Linked DNA regions of Sus scrofa: region 2 is linked to region 1. A link is a contact called in public Hi-C data. All regions are on one chromosome and are shown on one strand. The core of a region is the stretch at or near the end of the contact, and the rest is flanking DNA. Distances in the headings are between cores, read along the strand shown.

The links. A called contact is a pair of places that touch in the nucleus more often than the background predicts.
Region 2: a Hi-C map of liver shows a contact between it and region 1, with 5 times the contacts expected there. The contact joins the promoter of PM20D2 here to the enhancer-like site in region 1. A contact is called at or near these places in 3 of 47 Hi-C or Micro-C datasets (epiblast stem cells, liver and skeletal muscle) and 1 of 2 datasets of contacts at active chromatin or transcription factors (alveolar macrophages).

The regions. Positions count from the first base shown.
Region 1 is chr1:57,098,205-57,101,400 of Sscrofa11.1, forward strand. No RefSeq gene overlaps it. Among named protein-coding and RNA genes, the nearest start is that of PNRC1, 28 kb to the right of the region's middle. Within about 2 kb of position 1,732, at least 44 of the 83 cell types and tissues checked have an H3K27ac peak or open chromatin away from gene starts, as enhancers often do. A contact at or near this core is called in alveolar macrophages, liver and skeletal muscle, where this site is marked.
Region 2 is chr1:57,186,678-57,190,320 of Sscrofa11.1, forward strand. PM20D2 (peptidase M20 domain-containing protein 2) reads left to right here and starts at 1,342. Exons shown (of 7, transcript XM_013992683.2): 1 at 1,342-2,571. The coding sequence starts at 1,858.

The DNA of each region.
Region 1 (3,196 bases), core at 482-2,981:
TCTTGCTGACAATATCAGTATGGGCGTGAGAGCTCAAGAGGGCTGAATAAGCATATCTCAAGTTGCTGGTGTGAGATGAATTGTAGAAACTTCACATAGTAGACTATATGGGAAGCCCTCTGTTACAGTAATTGAGGGCTTTCCACCCTCCGAGAAACTGCACTAATATGATGCCAAGAGACAACCCCACACAGTGGTCAGCCAGTAACTAGGGTCCAGCAGCCTGATCACAGGGTCCCAACTTCATTATCACCTGGGCTGATCCTGTTACCACAACCTAATGGAGCTGAAAACAGTGGTGCCAACAAACTTAACTGCCCACCAATCATGACACAGTCCAAAGCTTCGTCATCTTTCTCTGTGACTAAGTAGACTTTCGAAGACAGCTTCAGAAAAGAGTACAGCCTTTTTCCTCTCACCAGGGAGGGTGTAGGTTCCCTGTGGTTATCAGATAAATGCTACATGAAATAGGGAGCAAAGTCCAAGTTTATAATAAAGTGCTAACTTGTGAAGTACATTCCATTCAGAGGAACGTGGTATAATGTATCTCTCCTGGAAGAGCTAGGAGATATTCATTCTTTTTTTTGTTTGTTTGTTTGTTTTTTGGTCTTTTTTTGCCTTTTCTAGGGCTGCTCCTGCAGCATATGGAGGTTCCCAGGCTAGGAGTCTAATTGGAGCTGTAGCCACCGACATACGCCAGAACCAGGGCAACACGGGATCCGAGCCGCATCTGCAACCTACACCACAGCTCACGGCAATGCCAGATCCTTAACCCACTGAGCAAGGCCAGGGATTGAACCTGAGACCTCACGGTTCCCAGTCAGATTCGTTAACCACTGTGCCACGATGGGAACTCCAAGGAGATATTCATTCTTATCGAGAACCTCGTGCCAAACAACACCCCCAAGACGTATTGCCCCATTTTCTGGAGAAGGTAAAAGAACTTCCCTAAATCACACAGATGCCCAAGGGACAGAGCCTGGACAGAGACTCAGGAGAGGCTGAGACTCTGAGCTGGCGCTTAGGGAAGAAGGCTCAGGGGGCCTGGCGTGGACGGGCTGACAGAGCAGCAGGAAAGGGAGGATCACACGAGGAGAAGCAAGGAGGCAGAACTTGGCATGTGTTGTTAATTACTCCAGAAAGCAGCCCTTCTGACTGGAGACTTTGAGTTGCCTACCACTGCTGGGTGTTTTAAGCATTTCAGTTTGGCAGCAAACACCAAACATTTAGTAACACAGGCGTAAGCCTGGAATATTCAGTGACTTCTCACTGCCGTGAATAAGGATTACACAATCACAGCTGTGAAGAGATCATGAAACAGGGGCCCCACCTCGGTACACTTGTGTCTGAACCATCAGCTGCGGGCCTTCCAAAGTCCACAGGAACCAGGCAAGCCACTGAGCATTCCAGATAGGGAGTTTCACTGGTCACCTTCCAGATACGCATAGCTTTATTGGTGAGAAGGATGACTAACCAGCGGGCTGATTTATATGCAAGTTTGTACTTGGCCTTTTTCCTGTCAGCAAAACTTACTCTGTCTTCTAGCTGTCTTCCTCCTTCAGTATAAAAAAATTATCATCACTCCTTGCAGCAAAGCACATCCAGACAAGTGACAAGCAAAGAAAGGTTAAGGAGATGGAGGTAGACAGTGTGGGCTGGAGTGTACCAGGAAGAGCAAGAGCGCATACTGGCCAAGAAGTGTTGCAAGGAAGGAACTTTCTAGAACCTCACACCAACTCCTTATTGTCCTGGGCAGTGTTACAGTTTCACTTCTGGTTTATATTAACTAATACTAGAAACACATAATGAGTAACCTAATTTCTTTCCAGTGGATCTTCCTCTTATTAGAGCTGTACCCTGGTAGGCTGCTTAAATTAATAATTTAATAAATCAACCCTGAGTATGACTTTGAGCTCAACCTGAATTAAATTTTTAAATATGTCATTACAATATTTAATAAATATAAATTCTGTCTTTTTTTTTAGGTTTTTTGAAGTATCATTTTACATTCCATGGACTTCTTAAGTGCATAATTCAATAACTTCTGGTAATACAGAGGTGTGCAACAACCTTCACCACAATAAGAACTCATTTTTGAGCTTTTGGGGCGGGGGGCTGTACTCAAGGCATGTAGAAGTTCCCAGGCCAGGAATCAAACCTGAGCCACATCATGACAACACTGATCCTTAACCCACTGAGCCACCAGGGAAATCCCTGAACTTATTTTTTATTGGAATTATTCAATAGAAGAAAATTTGGGGGAATAAATGATAAGCCACAGAAGTTCTGTCATACAAGTTATTAACTAAACTTTTATTGAGTTTTACTTGAGTGGCCAGAGGTCCCTGGTACCACCCTTTCAGGTGCTCGTGCTTGAAGAAACAGTGTGTCCAGATACTGTGGTTTATCGTTCCAGCTCATCCTCTGGTTCCACTGTTACTTGATGTTCCCTGAAGAGAATAATCACTAAGCAGGGCAGGACTATGCCCTCTCCCTGCACTGGGTCTCATCACCATACATAGCAACCAGTGACCAAACAATTCCTCATGGCACTCATAGTGCTCTGGGGGAGCCATAAAATCAGGCATTTTCATGGCTCTTGATAGTACTTGTGAGAAGTCCCCTCATGGATCAACAATGTGAGGTATTTCTCTCTCTCTCTTTTTTTTTTCTTTTTTTTCTTTTTGCCTTTTCTAGGGCCACACCCACAGCATATAGAGTTTCCCAGGCTAGGAGTCTAATCGAGCTGTAGCCACTGGCCTACACTACAGCACAGCAATGTGGGATCCGAGCCACATCTGCCACCTACACCACAGCTCACGGCAACACCGGGTCCTTAACCCACTGAGCAAGGCCAGGGATCAAACCTGCAACCTCATGGTTCCTAGTTGGATTCGTTAACCACTACGCCACAACGGGAACTCCAATGTGAGGTATTTCTATGTGTATTTTTCAACATTCACGCCAGTTCCCTCCCACCCCACCCCCCCACCTCCATCACTATGCCTGTGACACCTAGGGCAAATCTCTTTCCAGCTTTTTCCTTTCCCTTATGGATCTCTATGAGGTTTTTTGGGGGGAACTTCTTTTCCTTCACAATTGAAATGGTCATTAATCCACTTCTTTGGTCAAAGACATCTTCTTTACTGTCTCCTTCTCCCCTCTCTTCACAAATTATTCCTACAGCATAGACCAA
Region 2 (3,643 bases), core at 92-2,591, 88 kb after region 1:
ACTTATTAAACAAATTCAAGGATACAAAGCACCATAAGAAATACTGGCTGCCAACAATGGAAACACAAGACATACATGCATGCATGCACCTGCACACACAGAGAACAAAGCCTGAAGTGAACCTATTCTCCACCTCAGGCAACAGCTTTGTTAATTCCTAGCAAAAAATATAAATAGCAGCTTCTATACAGAATTTATATGCACCCCTTTTCTGTTGTTGTTTGTTGATAAAGCAAGCAAAATGGGTACTACTAATGTCAACAGCCAGGGTTGCTGCAGTAGTTTTATTCAAAATGAGTGATATGGGTTCTGATGTAAATTGACAAGCTGTAGCTGCATTTAAAATTTGGATGTCTGCTTACATTAACAGTGGAGCATGGTGGCTAAAAGTAGGCCACTGGAGCCAGACTGGCTTCTGTTCTATACTGGATCCACTACTTACTAGCTGTGTAATCTTGGACAGTGTCTCTATAAAGTGAAGATAGACATAGTAACAATCTCATAAATTGTTATGAGAATTAAATGAGTTAATACCTGCAAAGCACTTAGCACATGTTAAGTTCCTGCCACAGAGTAAGGGCTCTATAAACGTCACCTATTATTTTTGTTCAAACAAGGCCTTTTTTTTTTTTTTTTTTTTTTTTTTAAGCCAACTACCTGAGCACAGTAGCACTGAATCTCACAGACGGGAATTTTGCAGAAGTATATATGAGTTAGGTGTTTTTTGTTTGTTTGTTTTACTTTGAGGAAGGTGAGGTTTATTAAGCATAGACAAGGGGGTCCAGGAATTTAATACCACATTTGTCATCCTTAGGGCTGAGTTTCAGTTAGAGTGTTAACTAAGGGATGATACATTTTCAGATTTAGAATGTGACTCTGGTATTGTTAGTACGGTTAGTAGATAAAAACAGTAGTAGACAGTCTTTGTGAATATTAGCTTCCTTTAGACTTATTTTCAAGAAATACATTTGTCTTATTATATAAATATATTGTGTTCCATTTAACATTATTTTGACAAATTAAGAGATGATAAAGTATAAAAAGCTGAGGAAAGCTCTTGCTATGTAGAACACCTTTAAAATATAAATTTCTACAGTACTATTAATAGCTATATCATCAACAACAGTTTTTCAAGCTTTGTGCTTCACAGGAGAAAAACAGGAGCACAAGCATCTTGAATTTCTTCATTGGGTAATCTAAAACCCAGTTATAATGTGCACACCAATGGCACACATCGTGTTACTTGAGTTCAGGCTCAAAGTTGTAATCAAAAATAGTCAGAAAATAGCTTCTCTCTCAAAGCTTTTATTATTAAAAATAACACAAATCAACAAAATAATATGAATATATAAGACTACAAATATTTTCATTAATTCTTTCTTTTGGGCTTTAAAAAAATCTCATTTTAAATTCTTAATTCTATTCAGACTATAATAGCTAATACATGTCTAGTGCTTACTACAAACGCCACGTACTGTTCTAGACACTAGTAAGTTTTGATTCTAATAAGAAAGCCACATAGAGTATTTACAGCTATTATACAAGACAGCACCCTCAAGGAGAAGAATGCAGGGCAGTACTGAAAACTTAAGTAACTGCAAAGTCTATAGTCCAGAGGGTTTTTTTGTAAAGCATTTATATTGACACCCAGTTTATGAACTAAAAACCTTATATAAATCTGTATTACTAATCTAGAAAGGAAAGCGGCCTTTTGCCGTGGACTGTGTTCCACTTGGTCTGCCCCTGATGCCTAATAGCCAATGAAACCGTTCTCATTCCGAGGTTGTGGAGATAAGCAACAGTGGAAATGTAATAACGACCTTAGAGTATAAGTCAGTAGTCAGAACAGTCAAGGGTATGGATCCGAGACGAGGACTCTCAGAACCCGATGTCTTCCTAGGGAGCGGGTTTCTGCTGGCTGCAGAAGGGGCGGAGCACGTTTCTGGTGATACGCTGGAGGCGGGGCCCGCGGCTTGGGAGCGGGTCTCCCGGGAGCTGTGGAGACAACCTGAGAGGACGCCCAGCGCGTGCGCAGGCGCAGTGGGCCGCGAGGAGGGAGGGATCCAGCCGGCCGTCCCGAGGAGCGCTGACCGGCTGGCAGCTGTGGGCACGATGAGACCCGAAGAGGAGCGGCCCGTGGAGGGGGGCGCCTGCGTCGGCGTCTCCCAGCTGGAGCTGTTGAAGCTGCGCGCCGCGGATTGCATCGACGAAGCGGCCGAGCGCCTGGGGGCTCTGAGCCGAGCGATCTGGAACAAGCCGGAGTTGGCCTACGAGGAGCACCATGCCCACGGCGTGCTGACGCGCTTCTTCGAGAGCGAGCCCCCGGCCGGGTCGTGGGCCGTGCAGCCGCACTACCAGCTGGCCACGGCCTTCCGCGCCGAGTGGGGGCCGCCGCCGCGGGGGTTGGCGGCGACGCGCCCGCTGCACCTGGGCTTCCTTTGCGAGTACGACGCGCTGCCCGACATCGGGCACGCCTGCGGCCATAACCTAATCGCCGAGGTCGGGGCGGCGGCCGCCCTGGGTGTGAAGGGGTGCCTGGAGAGCCTCCCTGGGCCGCCTCTGCCGGTGAAGGTGAGGTGGGGCCCGAGCGGGGGGCTCCCATCGCCTGTCCAGGCCGGGACCAACCGCAGAAGTGCGGTTTCCCTGAGCATCCGTCCCTTGCCAGCGCGGCGCAGGTGTAGGGGAAAGCACTCGACCACCTGGCCTTTGCTAGTGGGCAGAAGCCCAGGATCAAAGTTTATAGTTCCTGAGTTGCCGACCTGGCGACATTTTGCAGATTTTTGCCTTTTCTTTCCTGCGTTGTTGTAAACACTGGAGTGGACTTTCTCCTTTAGGAAATAACTTAGAACCACGCCTGGTTTTCGTGATGGCTTATTTTTGGTATCAGGGAACCGCAATTTGCTGATAAGGTTGTGCAGTCTCTGGAGGAAGTAGTTATTGTAGGGAAACTACAGACCCTCTTTGTTAGGATCCAGAAAAATCTTTGGTTGTGGAAGTCCTAGGAGCTGTTGTGAATCACTGGCATTTGGATAAGAAATTTTCAGTCGTTTAAACTACGGAACCTCAAGAAGTGTACAAACAACGGGAAGAAAGTGAACATTAATTACATAGATGAGTAGATCCTTAAGTCATGTTTATTTCGCGTTTTAAGAAGTAGCTTGATCCTGGAGTTCCCGTCGTGGCGCAGTGGTTAACGAATCCGACTAGGAACCATGAGGTTGAGGGTTCGGTCCCTGCCCTTGCTCAGTGGGTTAACGATCCGGCGTTGCCGTGAGCTGTGGTGTAGGTTGCAGACGCGGCTCGGATCCCGCGTTGCTGTGGCTCTGGCGTAGGCCGGTGGCTACAGCTCCGCTTCGACCCCTAGCCTGGGAACCTCCATATGCCGGGGGAGCGGCCCAAGAAATAGCAAAAAGAAAAAAAAAAAAAAAGTAGCTTGATCATAGGGCAAGTTTAATCTTGTGTTACTGTTTTTCCAGATGGTATATTCTTCATTCTGTGAGCTAAGATTCAATCAACGCCATTCAGGTTATGGAAAAGTCTAATGTTATATTTTAATATTCTTTAGTCCATTTCTTCCAGTGTCAGTAACCTTTCTCATTTATCCTAACATTTCCATTTTTTGCGGCTTTTTCTATTTGGCAGC